Regions from separate parts of the Mus musculus genome. Here regions 2, 3 and 4 are each linked to region 1. Evidence: chromatin contacts called from public Hi-C, HiChIP or PLAC-seq and promoter capture Hi-C data. All regions are on one chromosome and are shown on one strand. The core of a region is the stretch at or near the end of the contact, and the rest is flanking DNA. Distances in the headings are between cores, read along the strand shown. Region 1 holds the start of B230110C06Rik (RIKEN cDNA B230110C06 gene). Region 2 overlaps Ngly1 (N-glycanase 1). Region 3 overlaps Nek10 (NIMA (never in mitosis gene a)- related kinase 10). Region 4 has its middle 58 kb from the start of 1700062C10Rik.

What was found. Promoter capture Hi-C pulls out the DNA fragments that hold promoters and counts their contacts. A called contact is a pair of places that touch in the nucleus more often than the background predicts. HiChIP or PLAC-seq counts read pairs in DNA pulled down with a chosen protein or histone mark.
Region 2: an H3K27ac HiChIP or PLAC-seq map of embryonic stem cells shows a contact between it and region 1, with 5 times the contacts expected there. The contact joins the enhancer-like site here to the promoter of B230110C06Rik in region 1. A contact is called at or near these places in 4 of 39 promoter capture datasets (cranial neural crest, embryonic stem cells, frontonasal cranial neural crest and 1 more) and 2 of 115 datasets of contacts at active chromatin or transcription factors (embryonic stem cells and stem cell-derived neural progenitor cells).
Region 3: a contact with region 1 is called in a Hi-C map of cortical neurons, with 3 times the contacts expected there. The contact joins the enhancer-like site here to the promoter of B230110C06Rik in region 1. A contact is called at or near these places in 3 of 39 promoter capture datasets (cranial neural crest, hippocampal neurons and stem cell-derived epiblast-like cells), 4 of 484 Hi-C or Micro-C datasets (cerebellum, cerebral cortex and cortical neurons), 3 of 115 datasets of contacts at active chromatin or transcription factors (SST interneurons, embryonic forebrain and forebrain) and 1 of 9 other capture datasets (embryonic stem cells).
Region 4: a promoter capture Hi-C map of embryonic stem cells shows a contact between it and region 1, with 2.8 times the contacts expected there. The contact joins the enhancer-like site here to the promoter of B230110C06Rik in region 1. A contact is called at or near these places in 5 of 39 promoter capture datasets (embryonic stem cells, liver, neutrophils and 1 more), 1 of 115 datasets of contacts at active chromatin or transcription factors (embryonic stem cells) and 1 of 9 other capture datasets (liver).

Annotation. Positions count from the first base shown.
Region 1 is chr14:15,435,820-15,440,238 of GRCm38.p6, reverse strand. It overlaps B230110C06Rik (RIKEN cDNA B230110C06 gene), which reads right to left and starts at 2,616. Exons shown (of 3, transcript NR_152122.1): 1 at 2,496-2,616. It overlaps Lrrc3b (leucine rich repeat containing 3B), which reads left to right and starts at 1,252. Exons shown (of 2, transcript NM_146052.4): 1 at 1,252-1,666.
Region 2 is chr14:16,311,853-16,316,271 of GRCm38.p6, reverse strand. Ngly1 (N-glycanase 1) reads right to left here. Exons shown (of 12, transcript NM_021504.3): 12 at 4,346-4,419. Among named protein-coding and RNA genes, the nearest start is that of Top2b, 51 kb to the left of the region's middle. Within about 2 kb of position 2,106, at least 64 of the 459 cell types and tissues checked have an H3K27ac peak or open chromatin away from gene starts, as enhancers often do. A contact at or near this core is called in embryonic stem cells, where this site is marked.
Region 3 is chr14:14,861,815-14,866,233 of GRCm38.p6, reverse strand. Nek10 (NIMA (never in mitosis gene a)- related kinase 10) reads right to left here. Exons shown (of 35, transcript NM_001195229.1): 19 at 2,733-2,778; 20 at 720-841; 21 at 499-601. Among named protein-coding and RNA genes, the nearest start is that of Nek10, 43 kb to the right of the region's middle. Within about 2 kb of position 2,078, at least 64 of the 459 cell types and tissues checked have an H3K27ac peak or open chromatin away from gene starts, as enhancers often do. A contact at or near this core is called in cerebellum, cortical neurons and forebrain, where this site is marked.
Region 4 is chr14:15,976,629-15,981,047 of GRCm38.p6, reverse strand. No RefSeq gene overlaps it. Among named protein-coding and RNA genes, the nearest start is that of 1700062C10Rik, 58 kb to the left of the region's middle. Within about 2 kb of position 2,472, at least 35 of the 459 cell types and tissues checked have an H3K27ac peak or open chromatin away from gene starts, as enhancers often do. A contact at or near this core is called in embryonic stem cells, where this site is marked.

The DNA.
Region 1 (4,419 bases), core at 1,367-3,866:
TTATGGACATTACTAAGAGGTGAGTGCTCCACAAGTGCTATTTCATTTAAAACACAGCATCAACCAAAGATTCAAATGTAGGATAGCATAATCAACAGTTGGAAAGACTTGGATGCAAGCCAGCTCTGTGAGATTATGTCGGGTTTCATCTTGAGCTCTGGAACTCTTTAGATAAACTTACACCGATTACCCACGGCGGAGGTCATCTATAACAGTTCAATATGTGATATTTTATTGTATATTCCTATGAAATGTTTCACTATTCATCTTGTACTCTCTTCCAACCTTCCATTGCTTATACAACCTTCCATTGCTTATACAGCAGTCTAGTGAGCATCTCTTCAGATAAATTTTGTGGATGTTCTCAGTTATTTCCTGACTTGTGAGAAGTAGAATCACTGGCACAGTATTACAGACAAATTTTATACTTTCAATGGGAATGCCAAGTTTTCCTTTGAGTAATTAGACCAAATTACATACCTGCTATTCATATATATTTATTTCTAGGTCCTGATTTCTCAGTTTAAAAGTGTTGAAAAGTGATGACAATTCAAATCCAGACTAATAAAATCATATTGTGAAATGTTAGAAATACAAGTCATAGAATATAAAGGTGTATAATGTGGAGCTGCTAGACAAATCACAGCTGCTGGGGGGACTCAGTGGTTTACAGTTTTGCAATGTGGCCAGACCCAGCATACTTCTAAACCTGCATAAAACAGCATCGTTGCAAATGGGGAAATGCTGCAAGCTTTAATATGCTTGATAGAGGTCACCAAATGATAAAGACTTTCTGGTGAGTCCCCATCTGGAATGGGTTTGTTCTAGCTGCTAGCTGCAGTGTGCCTGACTCTTGCCCTGTGCACCCAGTAAGTCATTTTTAGTTAATTAAAAATGTTTGCTTTTCCTCCCCGTTGACAGCAATGGACCTAGGCTAAACAGTTCCCTCTGGTCTCAGTAGTCAGGAAATGGAAGAAAGAATGGGGCCATAGCAACATGTCCTGGAACTGGGCAAGAGGAAGCAAGAGAGGAGGAGGAGGCTAACTAATGTTCCTAGCTCAGCTCTGCTTCTCCAGCAAAGGCTGAATGAAACTCCTCCCCTCCTTATTCAGGATCTCCAGCTAGGAGGCAGAAGAGCAGTGCCAGTTAGGTGATAGCCAGCTCCACCAGTCACGTTCACTCGCTCTAGCTCGTCCCTGAAGCCTCGCCCCTCCTCCATTCCCAGTCCAGGTTTGGAGGCGAGTCCCCTCTAGTGACTGAGCCGCCTGCACGTTGGCGAGTAGCTTTCTGCCTCCCTCGCATCTTTGTCTCCTCCTCCAGTGAGGTTCCGGCGCCCCGCACAGGGTCTGCAGCGGCCGCCGCAGCAGTAAAAGCCAAGTCGTGCCCCACACGGCAGCCCAGGGCCGCACCCTCACTCGGTGGCAGCGCGCAAAGACGCCAGCCGCGCCACGCACCGCCTGCGTCCTGCGCCCCGGCCACAGCGCATTCACGCCGCCGCGGCGGTCGCTCCGGAGCGGAGCCCGGCCGGCGGGCCGGGTCAGGGAGGGTAGTCCAGTTTGCAGTCGGCTGGAGCTAGCAGCACGCACACCCCTAGGCTTATGCATCAAACGCCTCCTCCCTGCGCCACGAGGATGGAGCAGCCATCCCAACCCAGGACTGGCGCAAGGTAAGGTGCAGCCGCCTGTTGCTTTATGCAGAGCGCGGGCTCAGCTCCCAGTCAGGGTGCTTAGGCCATCTCTCTGGGAAGCAGAGAATGGTCACCGCAGTTCTGAGCCGTGTGGAGCCAAACCTCCAGGTCTTTTTGACACAGATCTTTGGAGAGACCCTGCCTGGAGAAGGGAAGTCGACCCTTTTCGCTCTTGTGCAACCAGGTGCCTTGCAGCAGTCTGCAAACTTTTGTGACCCTCCCTTCCTGGTTCTCACCTGGTGCGGTATCTGTTCAGTTCTCGCGTGCGCCCTTCCCCCAGCTACCCTAGCCTTAAGGCATCTGCCCATTTCTCTCACTGTGTTCTTGCAGTTCGACTTTTTGCTTCCTACAGCTCCGGATTCAGAGGCAAGGGCTTAGGATCTAGTAGTGCTTCTCTTGCCTGTCGCAGATGGGAAGGGGTAGGGCTAACCAGGGGAGGTGGAACTTAATGCCACTGTTAATGTCTTCAAGAGCGGTGAGGGTCAGATCGCTCGATCCTGCCACCCCCAAATCGATAATAAAAATCCTCGGAGTGGCTTTCGGTTATGGTTATGTGCTACGGGAAATACAAGTGCTGATCTGGATGGGTGAAGTAAGTGATTTGGGGAGGAAAAATCCCTCTTGAGGTTGCCGGAGGCAGCAGAGGATGAGATCTGCCAATGGGTGAGGGGGGACGGAAAGGCTCTGCTAATGTAGGCGATGGGGCACCTCAGCGTGGCCACTGAAGAGGATTTGGAAAAGAGATTGAAGTCTGTTTGGGGGTGGGGGCGCTGGCCCAGGTGAGGGGCCAGGGAGAGGGGCTAGGTACCTGAGAAGTCCGGAGGTGGGAAGCAGCCCTGGGATTCCTGCCCCGGGGTATTTCAGAAGGCTGGCTGCTTCTGCCTAGGTTAGAAAGAGCTCCCTCGCCAGGAACAAACAAACCTCTCGGCTCTGTTCTGATTGCGTTGGCATCTTGGGCGGTGACTGAATGTTCAGATAATGGACCGAGGACGCTGTCCCTGGCTCTAAGAGGATCACAGCCCCTCTCCTCTCCGGCACCCGCTTGCTCCTACACCCCTTCATCTCCACCACCGGGTTGTAAATCTACGCCCACCTTCTCTGACAGCACTAGGGCGTTAAGGATGTGTATATTCTGGAATGGGAAGGGGACTTTTGGCCTGATCCCCAGGGGTATATGTGTGAGAAACTAAGGCGAGTCCCCAGGTGTCAGCAGATAGGCTGGGGTCCCAACAATCCAGAGAAGAATCCAGGGCAGAGGCTGATCTGGGAGACAGCTTCCCCTTGAGGCTTCAAGGTTTGCACCTAGGCTGAGGAGAGAAGGGAGTGGGGGGAGCCCTTAGCTGGGTTAGGAAAGATCTTTAGCTTAAAGCTGGAGGATGTGTGGAGAAACAGAAGGGGGTGTGCACAGCTCCTCCAGTGAGGGAAGACCTAGCTTCTCGGCCTGGTATCTGGAATCAGAGGTGGGTCTATATTAACTTACCAACTCCCCAGATATATCGTCCTGGTCGTTTCTGATGGTTTGGCAGATGCAGAGATCCACCTTTGCACCCAAGCCATCTGGTCTTCAAGACCACTTTTGGGAAGAGGCCTAGTGTGCATATTGTAAAGAAAGGGTTCTCTCTCTCTCTCTCTCTCTCTCTCTCTCTCTCTCTCTCTCTCTCTCTCTCCTGGTGGGGAACACATCACCATGTATGGGAGAGGAGGCACATAGTTCTCTTCACCCCATATCCAGGGACACTTGTGATTGAGGGCCCTGCACGTCTAGTCCCTACCTAGCCTAGTGGAGAAGCGTTTGGCGGCTGCGCTGGTGCAGGCTATGGACAGTTCTCAGGTTCTCCTTGCATAAACTTCTCATATTCTGGCTTTTTATAGAATAATCTTTCCTAGGTTGCCCTGTGATTGTCTCCCCTATTCTGCTCTAACTGGGGAAAAGCAGAATTGGAATCATTTGGTTAGGCTTAGTCAGAGCCTTCTAGAAGAGAGGTGTACTACCAAGGCCCTTGGAGGAATTCTATCACGGTCACTCCCACACCCAGGCATACCTGGGGCAGCTAGCTCCTTGCTTCAAAACAGAAAGCTGTACAACCAAGAATGGGGATACCCTCCACACAAGCTTCTGATGCATTTCTGGGGCACAAAAAGTGACCATGCCTTCACCAGCCAGACCTCCTCGCAAGTGACAGCACAGCACGCAGCTTCTTCTAATATTCCCGGATATCTGAGGTAGGACCCCACTCTGACAGGTTTCTGGGAGTTTCTAACCTGGATTTGTGCTCTCCTGCTTTTTGAGGAAATAGGGTAGAATCTCGTGGGAATTTGAGAGAATGAGTCAAAACCTCTCTGAGTGGCTTGGGCCAGTAGTTGAACCTTGTGGGGGAGACATGAGTGATAGCAGTGCCTTCTAACATTGCTTGGGTTGGTTCTGCATGCAGGGCCAGATGCTATTATGGGTATTGTATGTGCTTGTGTTACCTTTAATTGACACAATAGCCATGAAAGTGGTCTTATAGGTTTGTATAAGTGGGAACAAAATCATGGAGAAAGCCAGTACATAGAAGGGCTGGTTCCTATAGTGGGCAAGCTGTGTGCCTCAAACTCATAAGCAGATTTTGTAGTAAAGGCTGTCCACGGGGGAGAGGTGAGTGGATGAGGCCCCTTCTGCTTTAGTCTAAGCCCAGGGACACATGCCAGTAGAATCTAGGGTATGGGGGCCAATGCTGCGTGTCTCCAGA
Region 2 (4,419 bases), core at 857-3,356, 880 kb before region 1:
CACTCTTAACCACAGAGTCATCTCTCCAGTCCCAAGTTCTTCATACTCTTGAGAGGAAAATACATTGTTTCATACCGTACTATCTTTAGTTTTATTATTTTTGCAATTTTTTGTATTAGTTTTTAACAGTAGGATAATTAAATAATGGCAGAGGTATCTGGAAAGAACAATAAAGATAGTAATGACTTTCTTCTTTTTTTCCCCTTTGGGTTTTTCAAGACAAGGTTTCTCTGTGTAGCTTTGGCAATCCTGAAACTCACTCTGTACACTAGACTGTCCTCAAGCTCATGGAGATCCACCTGCCTCGGCTTCCCAAGTGTTGGGATTAAAGGCACAGGACACCTCACCATCCTTTTTTTAAAATACGGTTTTTCTATGTAGTCAAACTGACCTGGACCACTCAGTCCTGTTTCAGTTTCTTGATACTGGAATTACAACTATGTGCCACCATGGTCATAGCCTAATGATGATTTATTTTCTTTAAACTGAGAATGCTCTAGAGAGCTGGCCAGCTCTGTAGAGATGGTTTCCCAAAGTGCAACAAGAATACACTTTTCAAAATACTCTGAGCCACTTATAGTTTGATTTTAAAGACAGCAACAAAAACTGAGTACATTTGTTTCACAGGCAATTGGAAGAAACCGAGGAAAGACAGGAACTAACACAGAGACTCTTATTTTGGTATTGATAAGAACGATTGCTGGAAGCTTTAGCAACCTCTTCATGGGTCCTAAGTTGCTGCAATGTTAAGGATAGCTGCCTCTTCACAAACTACTCAGCATTTCTAACTATCTTTGCTTAAGCAACTTGCATTTTAAAAAAAAATCTATATTAAATGGCTGAAATATAAACATAAAGCTATAAAGTGAAGATTCTCATAGGGCAGAACACTTCTACGCAGGTAACTCTTATATGGGACTGTGTACAAAAATCCATGATCAAATAAAATGTGGAGTGTATTGGTTTGACTTCGATTTTTACATTTGATCTACACGGAATCAGAATATTTAAGAACATGGGTGCAAATATATTAGAAAAGAGTGACTGGCACGAGATGTCACTGAAGCTGGGGGTTTACAGAGGGAGGGTTGGGGCCTGCAGGGATTCTTGTCCTAGAGAAGGCTTTGCCAGCTGCTCCTACATGGGGGTATAGGCCTGTACAGATACAGGCTTTGCCAGCTGCTCCTACATGGGGGTGTAGGCCTGTACAGATACAGGCTTTGCCAGCTGCTCCTGTTTGGGGTATGGGTCTGTACAGATAGACTACAGCAGCCACCACATATCACTTCTTAACATGCATGCAAAATCCAGATGTTATGTCAAATATCTTCATTTAAAAGTTTCAGTTGAAAAATACTGGAGACAAGCCACCACTGTGAATTGTACACAATGCCCGGAAAGAGGAAGAAAGCTGGGACAACTATGAAGCTAACAGTTGTGGCACAGATCTACAGAAGAAAATTCCTGGAATTTCTAAAGCTTAGGCAGCAGGATCCAGAGTTCAAGGCTAGCTTGGGCTACCACCAACACTGCCTCAAACCCCAATAAAACAAAATAGAAAGGCAAGGTGAGGCTCTTACAGGATTTTATAATGACTATAGTGAAGTGAGAAGAGAGGTAGGCTTGGTTTACATCTTCAAAAAAGAAAAAGGAAGAACTCAAAAGAATATATAAACAGGAAATTAGCAGAAAGCAAAACTAGCTAAGGAAAGTGGCCTCTGAAGTGGCCCCTGCATCTAGTGGCACCTGAGAAATCGACCTCACAGTAAATCTCCAGGGTTTCATATGGCAGGATCGTAAACATGGCACACTTACCATAGTTATCCATTGCTGTGTAACAATCGTTCCATGTCTCTTAAGGCCACTTATTCTCAAGGCTCCGGCACATGCTAGGAATGCAGCAGTGCTGGTCCTGAGTGGCACAGCTCTGACCTGTGCAGCACACTCTCAGGAAGTGCAGCCTCAGAGCCCCTGCGGAAGGGCTAGTCAGTGCTGGCTTTTAGAGTGAAGGGCCATCTCTTCCTTTTCTGGAGTTAGCTGGATTATCCCAGAGTCACAGAGGAGAGCCTTTCCAGAGTCAGCAGGCCTTTAATGACGGACCTCAGAAGATCACAAGCATACATTCATCAGCTGACTGGACACAGAGCCTGCTCTAATTTTGTGTGGAATGGGAACAAGGGACTTCAGAGGCAGGGAACACTGGCTGGCTGCCACCACTGCAATTTAGCTTTTGCAAAAAAGGGAGGACATTGCTGTTCGTTAATACCATTGTTAAGTGTATAGCCACCAAAATATTAAATGCACATATCTTTGCATATATTCTATGTGAAATATGTATAAGGATGTTCTACACAATAAATCTAGCAATAAAAAGAAAACAACAGTCTGTAAATAAAGTGACAGTATAAATTACAAAACAGTGTGGTATAAAATGAGGAGATTAATGACTGGAAATGAACAGATTTCTAAAAGTGTTAATAAAGCTAGCAGAGAGAGGCTGCACATCCATAGAGAAAAAAACCCAAAGATATGAAAGCTGATCTATGCACACAGGTGAAGCCCACAGGAAGTCTTGGGTATCCCACATCAGTAGTCTTGCTGGTCACCTCTGGAAATAGTATAGGGTTGGGGGTGGAGGCAGCAATTTTTATTTTCATGACTATCTTGTTTGAATTTTTAGCTAAAATAACTTTACCAATTGAAGCATTTGTGTAGCTGCCTGCGGCCACGGGAACTGGGTTCCTCTGAAAGGCAGGCTGGGGCTAAAAGAGATCAGATGGTGAGAAAAGAGGCCAAGACAAACCTTTCTGTTCAAAGCCTCTGAAGTTTACTGAGAGTCTGTGTTTATAAAGAGGGTAGGCCCATCCCCTGCCAGCTCAATCTTGGTGCCTGGAGCTAGCCCGTAGGTGATCTACAGGGTGTGTCTCCGGAACAATGTCTCAAGTACCTCTCAGCAGGAAGCAGAGTCTTGGAGAAGAGCAAATAGAGCCATCAAGGTCAGAAGGCTCTACCCTAGGTAATCTCCTTCTCAGTGGCAGCAAGGTCAAAGTCTGGATCAGCCTGCTTCAAGACTACACATTTGAAGACTGATAAGGTAGCTGGAGTAGCAACTCATAGTGTGACATTTCTGTGACATGCCCTGTCAGGCCTTACAGTAGCAGCTATTTAGTTTTTCAAAACTTTCTGGATTACTTATGAATTTCCTGTTAATTAGACTTTGCAGATTTCTAGAGTCTTGGGGATAAAGGTCAAGTGTGGTGGTTCATCCCTGAAATTCTATCATGTGGCAATCTGAGGGAAGAGGATTGTCCCCAGTTTGAGGCCAGCATGAGTTACAGAGACTCTATCTCAGAACTACATAGGCTTTTGAGGGAAGAGCAAATTAAGAAGGAAAATTAAGATCTCATTGTACAGTTAGCTCCCATTTAGCTTTTCAATTTGGTATCTATACATTGGGGATGAGATAAAGTAGTTGTGGCCAATCTAGAGGAAACACCCACGTGTAATAAATCAGCTGGACTTTGTAGTGGCTTAGTCTTCATTTCTTTCAAAAGCATTTAAGGAAGGCATGCTTGAATCTCCTAATTTATACATAAATAAGACCAAAAAAAAAAAAAACCCCAAAACTTCTATTATTATAGACTCTCCAAATTTAGAATAGCTTATATTGAATTAACTGGTTCTAAAAACACTGCTGTTGAGTATCCTAGAATATCCATAAAATGGTACCCACAAACTCCTGAGTCTATGGCCTTACACTTCAGGAAGATGGTCTTGGGAGAGAATCCTGCCTGTAGTGACATTTAAGAAACTGTTTGGATGGGTCAAGACTAGCTTTGTTTGTTGATGAGGGTTTTTGTGGTGAAACTATGACAAGCCTAAACTAGCTTACAGCTAATCTTAAGGGCCTCAAAATTCCACGACAAGGTGAATGTTCCCTAGGGCTCTGTCATTCAGAGGCACTTAGTGTTTTGTAAAGTGCCTGACCATTTATGCTGCTACAAATAATTTGAAGTTTGAGACTTCCTGAATATTGATACTTAAGACATAAAAGTTCAGCTACATAAGCTACTTGAAAAATTAAACAAGGTAGGTTTATTTTTGAGACAGGGTCTCATGTAGCCAAGCATAGCTTTGTATTCTTTCTTGATCATCCTTTATTCAGTTTATCTATTCTTTTGTGTGTCATGGTAGAAAATATTTATGAGGAAAAGCGAAATACAACTTTTTAGGAAGGGAGCACTTCTCAAAAGTTGGCCTACTATTTACTGGTAAACACCTAAAGATGCTGGTTTTAAATGGGAGAGATGAGGTTTAGAGACAATTGCTACTCTTTCACTCTATAAGATTCCAGTATTTTTATTGATTTGGTATTAAATCCTATAGCTAGAAACAGATTCACGCAGCTTAAACTATAGT
Region 3 (4,419 bases), core at 829-3,328, 570 kb after region 1:
CAAAACAGTCATTTAGAACAGTATTTCCATTATCCAATATTGTGCAAACATTATTGTCTCAGGGATATGGAAAGTAATTATAATTTAACAAAAGAATTTTGCTTATTGAGTTTTTTGCTATTGCTGTTTTTTGGTTTGGTTTGGTTTGGCTTTTTGAAAAAAAGTTTGGTTAAGGCTAGCACCAACTTACTATGTCACTGAAATTGGCCTTGAACTCCAGATCCATCTGCCTCCACCTTCCAATGTGTGCAAACCAATACCCAGCTCAAAAGTTAATGAAATATAAAAGTTCATTTCCTCAGCCACAGGGGCCACATTCCACTTGCCCAAGAGTATCATGTGGCTAGTGCTTACTCACTCCACTGGACAACTCAGAGAAAACATTTCCATCTATGCCAAAAGTTCTACTGACAAGCACCACCACTCTGAAATGGGGTGCATTTCTCAACTGACATTCAGAACTTCTTCAGTTAAAAAGTTGAAGACTTTTATACTTACTAACTGTCACTTTGTCCTTATCTCCCAGCATAATGTTGTTTGGCGTGAGATCTCTGTGAACAATCCTCTTCTCCTTGTGCAGATACCGAAGAGCTAAGCACAGCTTGAAACAAGAATGGAAGCAAATTTGATTCCTGCCATATACGTAACCAACAGTGTATCTCTAAGGTAGCTCAGAACTTTGTTGTATAAAGAAAATTTCAATGAAGGGTGTAGTGTACCTGTATAAATATTTTCCACAGTCGCTCTTCACTGAAATGGTGATGTTTTTCCTTCAAAGAATTAAAGTGCTCTCCAAGTGGGGCTCCTTCTATCAGCTCCATAACGATATACAACCTGTCATCTATGCAAAAGCAAAAAGGAGTCACAGAAATGTAAAGTCAGTATAAAGCCCTGGAAAACCTTCACAAATTAGAACCCGGGCTTTCCAAGGAGTGTTGGAGCACAAAACGGAAAACTTAGTGTCAGGATCCACTGAATGCTGGCAGAGCACAGAGCTGCCCTTGGGGCAGTCACAGCCTAGCAGCAACTTCCTCTGACTCCAGACTTTCTCCTCTCTGGCAAGCATAATCATTTTCTGCTTATACCATAGAATGCCTGAACCATGTCAAAGACAGTAAGCCAACTGTCTCAAGTCACGAGGCCTGCCTCTTAGTACCTCGGATCAAATAAGACGTTCAGAAAACCGCATTATAAATTGCATTTTGTATGGTGACATAGATTATGTCATACAAACTTACCCACGGATCACGCTATGATGTTGCAATAACACAGACTAAAGCACCTACCCATGACAGAGATTACTGCTAGGCCCCTCTCGAGTAGAGAGACCTGGACTCTGATTTTATGTTAGGGTTTACAAGGGTTTAGCACTGTTTGGGTTTTTGGTTTTCTTGTTGCTGTTTTTGTTCTCTGAATACACTCCTTTAAAGCCAATTTGAACTACTAATAATGATATGTGACATGTGTCTTTTCTGACTGTTGGACATACACAAAATACACACATACACAATCTGCCTGCAAAGGACAGACATCTCCCATCCTGCCCACTGGCTTCTCCACCAGTCTCACACTGCAGCATGAATGTAAGCACACTGTTCTTCCTGTTGCCTTTCACAGGATTGCAAAAATGAATAAACCATATAGCATCTCTCTTACGGACATTTATAGATTCCCAAGTTTCACCATTCCAAGAAATACATATTGCCTGCACTATGCTTAGCTGTTTGTTTTCATTTTCTCAAATTATAGTCTTCTTCATCATAGTTTATAACTTGGTAATATTATACATATTTTAAGTTTCCTTCAATTTATTTTGGAAGTCGTCAGGTTAAGTGTTTTGTTTTTGTAATGACTTGTACTTACTTCAGTCTAAGTCAGGAACTAAATCTGATAGCTTTAATTACAGGAATAATCCCGATATTAAGAACTAGCACGTAAGGAGGAAGGAGTCCATCTAAATCACTTAAAGAAGGGAAATGGGTAAAAACATAGCAATTGAGCTGCATACAGAACAGCTTCTGTTTAGTATTGAGACAGGGTCTCTCTATGCAGCCATGCCCAGCCTGAAACTCACTATGTAGATCAGGTTGTCCTCAAACACACACAGTCGGCCTCTGCCTCTCAAGTGCTGGGATTAAAGGACTGAGTCACCATGCCCGGCTAATACTTCAGGATTTTATGCTACAGATGGTTAAGTTCAATACTTCCTTCACTTGTAAACAAGCGACTGAGTTTGGCTTTGTTTGACTGTGCTCTCCATCCCACAAGCAGGAAACAAGCCAGCCAGCCTGCAGGCTCAGCCAGGACTCTGGCGCCACCTGGTGGCATCTACTGAAATTTGTGAGAAAAAAAAAAAAAAACCTTGAAGGCGGAGTCCAATCCATTTTATTAGGGGTGGAAAATGCCACTAGATGCTGCTGTGAGCTTGCAAAAAGAAAAATAAAACATCATGCTTTAGTTCTCTTTTCTCTTTTTCTTCTACAGTTCCTTTTCTGTACAATAATTTAATTATTTTTGTTTATTCACACTGTGCCTCTATATAATACAGATCAAAATATTTTAAGTATTCTCAGGTCATCAATTAAAAAATTATTTTACTGCTTAAGAAAGCAATGCCTAATAATAAAAGCCAGTAGAAAATAGCTGAATGGGTTTATTTTCTGCCAACATAATATAAATGTATATAAATAACAAACATATGTTTCCTTACTTAGAAAGCAATTCATACTTACTTTCCAAAAATGTTTTATAATAACGTACAACATTGGGATGATAAAGCTGTAAGAAAACAAATAGCAAACACTTATCAGACTCTTCAAAACACAAGCTTTTGTACACTGAAGTTTCATCTAAGACTGCCAGCTGCCATTTAAGGTTTTAAATGACTTTTTTAAGTTAATGAAAGAGACAGTGTCCTCCATGCCTTTGTGAACCAGGCTAGAAGATGCTGCACTTCCTAATGGGCAGTGGACAGGTTTAGGACTGATCAGTTCCTTAACGATTCCCTTAGCATGCTCTGCCCCAGGGTTGGGCCTCAGCTACACAGGGAGGGAGAAAGTTCTAAAAAAGAAAAATGGTGTAAAATGTCTCCAACTATTTATTTAGAATGTAGTTTCTAGGTAAAGTGTCTTGTTTCAGAGGAATTGCCATGATGTCTATAAATGGTTTGTGCCTCTGAGTGTCCCTCTGAGTGGGGCCCACGTAGCTGCTACTCACACCAACCCAGCGGTCTCAGGGTTATCAGCAGCAGAGTAGCCAGGATGTGGCTTCCCAGGCAGCAGTGACATTTGTCTGTCCCTCAGCCCTGGAAGTGTCCTTTCTGCTGCTTTTCCCACTTGGGATGGGAAGGTGTCACCAGCAGTTGCATGGAACAGGGAATAATGCCAACTTGTGCCATTCTCTAAGCCTGGTAGTTCGAAGCCTCTGTGCTGTGCTCATTGTCACCTCTTAGCAGACAGGGTCTCTCACTCCCGTACCTATGGCTTCTGTATTCCATGACATCCTTCTTTTTGGTTCAGGTGGCTCCCACAGGAGGGACAATCTTCAGTGACATCAAAATCTAAACTGTGGCACCCTGATTGGCCTCTTCTGGACCCTTTTTCTTAGGAAACGCACTTAAACAAATTAGCACCCAAATCAACTAGCAAGTGGGGACAGGATGAGTTTCTGAACGGATGGGATGGCTTCTTGCGATCTAATCCATTAGTGGTGACTTTTGTTGTAACTTAGTGATGTCAAACTATAGGTTTCAATGAATAAAGACCATGTTTGTGACACCAAGCAAACATGACTGCAGGGCGCAGTGAGGCTGGCAGCTTCCTAGAACTTAGAAACAGAAATGCACAAACAAGGAGAGCTGGGAAAGGAACCAGCATCTTCTCGGATTACAGAAAGAATTCCCATTTCTCGCCTGCGCTCCGTTTTCCTCCAATACTCCTTCATAATGACAGCTAATTGAGCGATTATGTCACATATTCATGATAATAAAAATAACCCAGAAGACAGTGGGGCCCACCCCTAATCTCAGCACTTAGGACAGGGAGCCAGGAAAGGGGGGGGCGGGTCCTGAAGGTCAGTCTGTACTACAGAGCAGGGCTAAGACCAGCCTAGACTACACAAGCCTGCTCTAGAAAGGGGAAATGAAACAAAACCTACATTTTAGATTTAATAAGCCAGACTTGAGGGGTGTCAACAGGTTGGCTTTAGCTGACTGAAGTTGGAGGGTGGTCTTTCTCAAATTCCCAGCACTCCATTAAGGGTGTCTTTCTCCTGTTCCTATGCAGTAACTCAGTAGCTAAGCATACATGGTGTGTTCTGGTTTGTAAGCTCAACTGTTTTGCATCCAAGGCCCTGCTATAAACTCCTAAAAGAGTTTCCATGACTCAATAACAAGCTTTAGGAAAAACACTGGCAAAAATA
Region 4 (4,419 bases), core at 1,223-3,722, 540 kb before region 1:
TGAGAGCTCCTACATTCAATAAACAACTCCAGCAAAGTGGCTGGATATAAAATTAACTAACAAATAGCCTTCCTCTACTCAAAGAATAAAAGGGATGGGAAAGAAATCTAGGAAATAACACCTTTCACAATAATCATAGATAATATGAAATGCCTTGGTGTGACTCTGACTAAGCAAGTGAAAGATCTGTATGTCAAGAACTTCAAATCCCTGAAGAAAGAAATCAAAGAAGACCTCAGAAGATGGAAATATCTCCCATGCTCACAGACTGGCAGGATTAACATAGTAAAATTGGTCTTCTTACCAAAAGAAATCTAGAGATTCAAGTAATCCCCATCAAAATTCCAAATCCATTTTTCAAAGAGTTAGAAAGAGCAATTCTTCAATTCATTTGGAATAAGAAAAAAACAAAAAACAAAAACAAAACTCAGGATATCGAAAATATTCTCAACAATAAAAGAACATCTGGGGGAAGTCATCATCCCTGAACTCAAGCTGTATTACAGAGAACTGGTGAAAAAATTTCATGGTGTTGGTACAAAGACAGGCAAGTAGATCAATGGAATAGAATTGAAGACCAAGAAATGAACCCACACAGCTATGGTCACTTGATCTTTGACTAAGAAGCTAAAACCATCCAGTGGAAAAGAAGATAGCATTTTCAACAAATGGTGCTTTTTCAACTGGGGGTCTCCATGTAGAAGAATGCAAATTGATCCATTCTTATTTTCTTATACAAAGCTCAAGTCCAAGTAGATCAAGGACATAAAACCAGATACGCTGAATCTAATAGAAGAGAAAGTGGGGAAGAGCCTGGAACACATTGACACAGGGGAAAATTTTCTGAATAGCACACCAATGACTTATGATCTAAGATCAAGAATTGACAAATAGGACTTCAGAAAATTAAAAAGCTTCTATAAAGCAAAGGACATTGCCAATAGGACAAAATGACAACCCACAGATTTCGGCAAAGATTTTTTACCAACCCTATATCTGATAGAGGGCTAATATCCAATATATACAAAGAACTCAAGAAGTTAGACTCCAGAGAACCAAATAATCCTAATGAAAAGTGGAGTATAGAGCTAAATAAAGAATTCTCAACTGAGGCTCAACTGAGGAATTCCAAATGGCTGAGAAGCACTTAAAGAAATGTTCAACATCCATAGTCATCAGGGAAATGCAAATCAAAACGACCCTGAGATTCCACCTCACACCAGTCAGAAAGGCTAAGATCAAAAACACATGTGACAGCAGATGTTGGTAAGGATGTGGAGAAAGAGTAATACTCCTCCTTTGCTGATGGGACTACAAGATGATAAAACCACTTTGGAAATCAGTCTGGTGGTTTCTGAGAAAATTTGAAATAGTTCTACCTAGCTGCACCACTCCTGGGCACATACCCAAAAGATGTTCCAATATATGCATCACTATGTTCATTTATAATTATTTATAATAGCCAGAAGTTGTAAACAACTCAGATGTCCCTCAACAGAATGTATACAGAAAATGTGGTACAGATACACAGTGGTGTACTACACAATGGAGATTGAAAACAATGACTTCATGAAACTCACAGGCAAATGGATGGAACTAGAAAATAAATACACTGAGTGGAGTAACAAAAGAACACACATGGTGTGTATTCACTAATGCTCCACTTCCTGAAAGTTCCACAACCTTCCCAGTCAGCACTGTCACCTTGGTGCTGAGTGTTGAAACATGTGAGCCCATGGTTTCACATTGAACCACCAAAGGAAATACTTGTTTGAGGAGGCAGCTATGAACCTAAGTGGTCACCAAAAGGTGACTTACTTGTGTGAGTGTGACCCCAGGCTGTAGAGAAGAGCTGAGGAGAGGGTTGGGTGAAGATATCAAATCCTCTCTTACCACAAACTCCAGCTTACCAATAGCACATGGGCTTGTAAGAGTTGACACAGTGATGTGATTCTCATATAATTCAGAGAACTTGTCAGAGTTATTCATACCTGTTAAGAAAGAGATCAGTGCATGGTCTGGTGGGAGTGTCAATTCTGATCAGATTCTCAAGTCTTCTGGTTGTCACTGTTTCCAGATCTAGATTTTTCTGAATCTTTTTATTCTGTCAGAAAGCCAGATAATCATATGAATTCAATTGAAGCATGCATTAAAATCAGTGTCCCTGGCCACCACTCAGCAAATCAGATGGCATTCATGTTTGGAAAAATCTTTTCTTTTTTTTAGTGTAAACAAACTTCGTTTTACTGTTAAAAAACAACAACAACAACAACAAACTAAAACAAAAACCTTTTGAAGAATTTCAGACCTTTTAAGATCAGAGAGCAGTGACATCCACTTGGTAAATACCAGTGGAAGTCTGGGCTCTTTACTGCAGTGATTGTACACCCAGGAAGAACACAAGTCACTTAGCATTGAGCAAAGACCTCCTACTGTGCAGCGAGGAGAGCTGGAGGGCAGCTGTGCTCTCTTTCCTGAAGCCATTGAAAAGGCCTTTGTTCTTTAAACTAATTCCTAGAGCCTTTTTTTTTTTTCCTAAGAGGGGTCATTGTGGTGATTTGAATAAAAATAGCCCCTATCAGCCCCTAGGGAGTGGTACTGCTAGGAGGTGTGGCCTTGTTGGACTGGGTGTGGCTTTGTTGGAGGAAGAATGTCATGGGGTGAGCTTTGAGGTTTCACATGCTCAAGAGATGCCTAGCATCTCTCTCTCTCATTCTCTCTCTCTCTCTCTCTCTCTCTCTCTCTCCCTCTCTCTCTCTCTCTCTCTCCTGTCGGCCAATCTAGATGTAGAGTTCTCCCATGCTTCCCATCATGATGATTCTGAACTGTAAGCTGGTGCCAATTAAATATTTTCCTTTATAAAACTTGTTTAGGTCACATTGTCCCATCACAACAACAGGAATCATAAGAAAAGCATTAAAGCAGGTACTACTTTGGGATATGAGGACATCTTAATGATATAGTAAATTTACACCATCCTACATTATGAATGGTGAAGTCTTTGCAGGAAGTACTTTTCAAGTCATTATTATTATTTTTTAATTCATTTTTGATACTAATGAATCCAACTCTAAAATCCTATCTAAAGAAATGTGGATATGTGGGAAAGTTTTCCCATAATTAAACAACAGGAAAGCTTAAAACAGATCGACTAATGGGAATTGATTAATTTCTTAACCACGATTTAACTGAGTTTTATATCTTTAACCTGTACAGAACCCCTGAGCTGTGTGTTTTTGTTTGTGGAACACAGCAATATCAGAATTCTTTGAGGTTGCACACTATTTGGCAGACAGCTACACCAGGTACACACTTTGTATTAGGTATGGTGTTCTCCGCTTATCATAAAATATGTCAGTTAAATGTAGCTCTACCTAAGGGCTGTCCAAATGACATATGTAAAAGGTAAAAGAAAGCCAAATGGCCTGGGCAACCTAGAGTTCCAGGTGGAGACTTGCACAGGGTGGTTCCCTCCCACCTGTCCTTTGTTATTCCATTAGTCTACACTGCTGACTACTTTTTAGAATCTGATTCTGTAAAGTCATGCCACACTGTTGCTTTGAGCCCCTTTCATGTCACCTGTTTAAAAACACAAGCTGTGAATTGTTGTGCCTACTAGTAGCAAATATGTTTACTGTTGATATATTTTTTTTTACTTTGTGCTACAACATGACCATGAAACCAATACTTCATACCAAAAAAATCCAGCTTCTAAGCATTTGTCTAGAAGCAACATGTCATCAACAGTTCTCTTAGCTTCTGCTACTCTGGGTGTTTGTGTGCATAACTGCTAGGTGCCAACTACAATCTTCCATCTGTAGAGCCAGGAGAGAGTATTTCAGACCTGAAGTTTCTTACCACGGGGTAGTGTTTTGTGTCTAGTTGGCAGATATTTGTGTCCAGTGACAGCCACAGATATTTACAGGTTTCTTTCTTTTTTTTTTTTAATTAGGTATTTTCCTCATTTACATTTCCAATGCTATCCCAAAAGTCCCCCATACCCTCCCCCCCCCCACTCCCCTACCCACCCACTCCTACTTCTTGGCCCTGGCATTCCCCTGTACTGAGGCATATAAAGTTTGCAAGACCAATGGGCCTCTCTTTCCACTGATGGCCGGCTAGGCCATCTTCTGATACATATGCAGCTAGAGACACGAGCTCCAGGGGGTACTGGTTAGTTCATATTGTTGTTCCACCTATAGGGTTGCAGATCCCTTTAGCTCCTTGGATACTTTCTCTAGCTCCTCCATTGGGGGCCCTGTGATCCATCCAATAGCTGACTGTGAGCATCCACTTCTGTGTTTGCTAGGCCCCGGCCTAGTCTCACAAGAGACAGCTATATCAGGGTCCTTTCAGCAAAATCTTGCTAGTGTATGCAAAGGTGTCAGCGTTTGGTAGCTGATTATGGGATGGATCCCC